Linked DNA regions of Zea mays: region 1 is linked to region 2. The links are chromatin contacts, called in public Hi-C maps. All regions are on one chromosome and are shown on one strand. Each heading gives the region's core, a stretch centred on a gene start, on an enhancer-like site or on the middle of the called end of the contact. The rest is flanking DNA. Distances are from core to core; before and after follow the strand shown. Region 1 has its middle 80 kb from the start of LOC103632842. Region 2 holds the start of LOC103632842 (G-type lectin S-receptor-like serine/threonine-protein kinase At5g35370).

The links. A called contact is a pair of places that touch in the nucleus more often than the background predicts.
Region 1: a contact with region 2 is called in a Hi-C map of ear, with 3 times the contacts expected there. The contact joins the enhancer-like site here to the promoter of LOC103632842 in region 2. A contact is called at or near these places in 2 of 25 Hi-C or Micro-C datasets (ear and leaf).

Annotation. Positions count from the first base shown.
Region 1 is chr7:130,644,154-130,646,853 of Zm-B73-REFERENCE-NAM-5.0, forward strand. No RefSeq gene overlaps it. Among protein-coding and RNA genes, the nearest start is that of LOC103632842, 80 kb to the left of the region's middle. Within about 2 kb of position 1,253, at least 16 of the 20 cell types and tissues checked have an H3K27ac peak or open chromatin away from gene starts, as enhancers often do. A contact at or near this core is called in ear and leaf, where this site is marked.
Region 2 is chr7:130,564,458-130,567,179 of Zm-B73-REFERENCE-NAM-5.0, forward strand. LOC103632842 (G-type lectin S-receptor-like serine/threonine-protein kinase At5g35370) reads right to left here and starts at 1,270. Exons shown (of 1, transcript XM_008654566.4): 1 at 1-1,270. The coding sequence starts at 1,064.

The sequences.
Region 1 (2,700 bases), core at 3-2,502, 80 kb after region 2:
AAATTCTTGTCCTCATATGTGACTAGAGAAGGGCGAAGGGCTTAGACGCGTGCGGTCGGCGCTTTAGGAAGAAAAATTAGGTGTAGATTCGAAATTCCGAATACCCTAAAATTAGGTGTAGAAAAATTAGGTGTACCCTCGATCCCTTCCGAACCATATATATATAGACTTGTATCATCCGAAGTTGCATCCGAAATTCCGAATACCCTAAACCCTAAACAACGCAACAGTTGTATTGTGATAAAACTTTAATGTAGTGAATGTTGGTCGACCGTATACTTTATTTGTAAACTAACAATACATTCTTTTTTAGATGTAGATTCGACTAACTTTTTGGCCACCACGGCCTTCAACCCGCTTCTTCTAAATGTCGGCTGACCGTTGGTGCTCAGCTTCTAGCCGAAGCGCTTCGCCTACAAGGCTACAATCTATGTCAGAAGCTGCGCGTTTGGATGGGATTCCAGTTTCTGCGGCCAGAATCCGCCCAAGAGTGTGGACGCGTGCGGTTGGCGCTTAGAAAGAAAAGGTAGGCATACATACTTGCATCATCCATTGGTACTGCTTGCATCGAAGTTGCATCTGAAATTCCGAATATCCGATACCAGTGATGGACGGAGGTTTCGCTTTCCAGTTTTCCCTGTGCTGCGATTGACTTTTCGTTTTGGTGATTATAGAAGGGCGAAGGGTGGGAGGTTGGCGCTTTAGAAAGGAAAAACAGGCATACATACTTGCATCATCCATTGACCATTGGTACTGCTTTAGAAAGAAACAAATTTTGGATGTTCGCTTCGGATTAAAGTCGACTGTTTGGATTAGTGCAGCTATAATATATAGAGACAAAAACGCACAGCCTAAATAGATGGAGGTTTCGCTTTTCAGTTTTCCTGGGCCGCGGTTGACTTTTCGTTTTTATAGCAACCTTCTGGAGTAGCTTTCGGCTTTGAACGAAGGAGCGCCGGCTGGGCTCCCGTTCTCTCCCCCTCACGACCACACCTCAATCTCACACCCACAGACACCAGCACAAATGGCGGCAAGGAGCAAGGACAAAGAAAGAAAGATTGCCCCAAAAGACTCGAAAGGCATGGCGCTACGGCTGCCATTGCCAACCAAGTGTAGGAAAGGCGGGTAGCAATGCACGAGAGAGGGACCGGACTGACGCGCCCACCATTCCGTCTCTCACAGGCACAGCCCCGTCGCGGTCAAACCCTAATGAATCAGGCCACGCTTTTGAGCGAGGCAAAGCGGTCGGATGGGAATGGGATTTGCCGAAAGATAGTACCCGTAGTCTACTGCTGATAGCAGTCCCTCAGACCCTCCCTCACATGCCAAAGCATCAGCCATCAGGGAGAGAGACGCCCCTGTTAATACTGCAATCACTGGGCTGCCGCGTTGAGCATGTTCTCTGTTTAGGGATTTAGGGATGGCAGTTGGACCCGTGGGTATGGATACCCGCGGGTTTCATACCCACCGGATATGGATACGGTTACAAAAACTTACCCGTGGGTCCTATCGGGTCGGATACCCGAAATATATCGAGTCGAGTATGGGTAAAATACTTTACCCACGAGTATCCAGTGGATAACTGAAATATCAATATTGTTGGAACTTGCTCTCAGCAGCAAGGAGGCCAACAGGGGTGAACAGTGGCGACAACAGGGTTACGTGCTCGGGGGCAATAGCTCTGTTAATCTAGCCTCTCACGGGCACTGTGCGGGGGTATTTATAGGTATCTGAGTGCCCAGCGCCTTGTGTTAAGGACGCATGTGCCCTCAGACACCTAGTTTATCCCCAGAATATTCCCATAAAGCAGGGTTACAGGCTGTAATTACAAGCATGTCTTTACAGATCGGGCCCGTAACACAAAGGCGGCCACGCAGGGCCCGTTTACAATGGGCCAGATCACACGTGGGCCTCAGAGCCGAACGAGGCCGCGCAGCGGGTTGGTTCCGCCGCAGGCCTTCGTCTGGTGCCGAATGGAGCGAAGGGTGTCCCCGCCCGTTTTGTCTCTGTCAGACCAGCGACCTCAGCGAAGGCCTCGAGCGAAGGGTGGCGTCTTTGCCTTCGCCCCAACATTTGCCCTCCGAGGGACCAGTTCGACAAAGTCACCTGGTGCCGAAGACGTCGTTAGATGGCGGAGACGCTGCCCTCGCTCGAAGCGTCGCGCCCTGTCGGATTGCGGGTTTCCCGAAGAGCCGCGCCCTGCCTATAAAAGGGGGCGGGGGTTGGCGCTGTTTGAACTTTGCCTTCCGCGCTCCGTGAAAACCCTAGCCGCCCGCCGTCTTGCTGCTCCTCTTCTTCTGCTGCTCTCTTGCTCGCCGGAGTTCTGGCGCGAGTGAAGCAGACCGCCCGCCGCCGCCGACGGTACGTAGCAATGCCGTCCTCTTCTTCTTCCGCTGCCACTACGCCGCCGGCCGCCGCCTCGTCTGAGGAGACGTTGAGTAGCTCGATGGTGGAGGAGTTGCGCGCTGGCGACTCTGTTGATTTTGGTGTGTCGCGGATGACGTCAGCCCGCGTTGAAGATATGCAGCGGTTGGGCTACTTTGGCGGCGGAGTTGCTCGTGCTCCGGGGACGGAGGAGGTCCCCGAGCCGGAGGGTGAGTTGGTCGTTTTCGAGGCGTTCTTCGCCGCCGGTCTCCGCTTGCCTGCGCACCGGTTTGTTGGCGAAGTCCTGCGTAGATTCAACGTTCAAATACATCAGCT
Region 2 (2,722 bases), core at 20-2,519:
GACGGGGACACGGTGCTGTTGTTGCTCTGGCACAAGGCCGGCGACGCGAGCGCTGAACCGTCCCCCGGCGTGCACGCGCCGGGCGTCGTCACTGAGGCGGCGAAGAGTGGCGGGCAGGTGCAGGTCGAGCTGTTGCCCGCCGCCGGGGAGCAGAGCCCGAGGGAAGGGCACTGAAGCGGGAGGTCGCAATCGTTGGCCGGCGCCACGAAGTCGCTTCCAAGCGACGCCGAGGAGTTCACCAGCGCATAGCTCGTGATGCGCAGCCGGCCGTCGTATCCGAGACTTAGCACGGGGAACGCCGCCGCCCCGATGTTCACGCGGAACACGAGGCCTCCATCGGCAGCAACCGCGAACAAGCCCGACGCGTTCACCGACACGGACGCCACGGCGGCGTTCCGATCCTTGTAGGAGCGGGCATCGTTCGACAGCCGCCAGTACGTGGACGCCTGCCACGTCAACACCAAATCCGCGGCCGTCACGCCGAGCCGGTAGTTCCCCTCCGCGAGATCGGTGGCGCTCGTCGCCGCCGACAGGTACGCGCCGGCGCGCAGCAGCTGGCCCGGGAGCAACGTGTCCGTGGCGGTATCGAACGACTGCCACAGGGTCGCGTTCCCGGCGCCCAGCAGCTGCAGGTTCCCGCTGTCCTGCAGCCGCAGCGCCACGACGGGCGAGCGCAGCTGCGACGGCGTCGACCACAGCAATGTTCCGTCGGGCTTCGACACCGTGATCCCCTGCGAAGTGAGATTCACCGGTCCCGACGACGTCGTCGGCGCGTCGCGGTTGCCCGACCAGACAAGCGTGGCGGACGGGACGTGCAGGACGGCGAGGTAGAACCTGTCCTGCTGCTTCCCGGGGTTGAACACGGCGGCCCTGAACGCGCCGCTCGTGGACTCTAGGAACGCGCCGCCTGTGTCGACGTACAGGATGTTAGAGGCGGTGAAGGGAGGTCGCAGGAGCTCGGTCGCCAGCGGCCCGGCGTCCGCGGCGCGGGCGGGCAAGAGGATCAGCAGAACCCAGCCTAGGAACGCGAGCGAGCGCGGCAGAGCGCGTGGGAGCGGAGACATTTGTGTGGCGACGGCGAGGGGGCACGCGCGGATGCGCCCATGAAGCGTAGGAGTGCACGGCACGGCGTGTGGCGTAGGCGATCGGGGAATGTTGACCTCGGCTATGAGCTATGTGCTGCGCGAGCTCTGGTTGGCGCGAACAAAACCGGCAGCATCTGGCCCAGCGGCCGAAGAGCCCTTGGGTTCAGACTGCTTGGTTGCCGCGGTTTGGAATCTAGCGGCGCGGCAATTGCTGGATTTTTGCGTTGGCTTTTCTTCTCGATTGAGATGGATTGGTTAAACAACGGAGAAGGTCGAGCTGCTCGGCGACACGGTGACCAGCTTGGGTTGTTCGGTTGGAGCACAGGTGCGACCTGACTGGAATTTGTCAAACGGAGTTGGCTGTGTGGCTGTACTGCTGTAGCCAAAGGTCGCTACTGTTGTGCATTGACTTCTACTCATCATCAAAGCTGGTTAGAAACGTCAGCGCGGTGGAAGTCAACGGCCTTGCTAATGTCTAGCTCAGCAGAATCAATACGCCAATATAGTCCATGCTGGACCTGGATGTAAAGCGCTCATAATTCAGGGGTAGGGTAGGGCCGCAGGGTACGGGTGGTAATACATCACGATCCAAATGTCTTTTCGTAATAAGTTATAACTCTTAAATAATTTTAATTAAAAAATAAATAGAAGACTCTATTATTAATCTGATTCAATTCTTAAATATTATATATAATGTAAAATTTAGAGTTTATTATCGTCCCTAGGTAGAGGTACAAAGTTTAGACCAATCAAGTATAAAATAGGAAGATACAAGCAGGTTGTACAAGATGTCACACCATATTTGTGTTGAGGTGGAGAGGATAGATGAACTATGAGCATACTAGATTCAATTGGTTTGCTCATCAGTTTTATGCACATGTTTAGAGTCCAACTACAGAACTAGGCGTTGTCGTGCTCATTATTGGGGTATTAGTCTGGTTCCTATCATTCATGTTTGTTCAATCTAAAATCAGGGTGCAGGCGCCAGGGGCGCATACAGGATAAAATGACAGTGAAGGCATGCTGTTGAGGTCTTTTTTTGAACGAAGGTCAACCTGTTTCCTGTTTCAGGTATAACAATTGAAAGGATGACGATGCCCAAGAGGGGGGGGGGTGAATTGAGCTTTTCTAAAAATCAACACTAATTAAAAGCTAAGCAAGAGCCCAACTTCACCCCAACAACTAGCTCTAAGAGAATAATACTAGATATACAACAATGCTAAGACAATACTTCAAATACTTGCTAAACAAATACACAAAGTAAAATGTTTGAATTAAGTGCAGAATGTAAAGCAAGGTTTAGAAGACTCCTCCAATTTTTCCCGAGGTATCGAAGAGTCGGCACTCTCCACTAGTCCTTGTTGGAGCACCCGCGCAAGGGTATCGCTCCCCCTTAGTCCTCGCAAGAACCAAGTGCTCACTATGAGATGATCCTTTGCCACTCCGGCGCAGTGGATCCCTCACGACCGCTTACAAACTTGAGTCGGGTCACCAACAAGATCTCCACGGTGATCACCGAGCTCCCAACGCCACCAAGCCGTCTAGGTGATGTTGATCACCAAGAGTAACAAGCCGTAGACTTTCGCTTGACCAAGAGAAGCCTAATGCAAGTGGTGTGTGCTCTAGGTGGCTCTCGC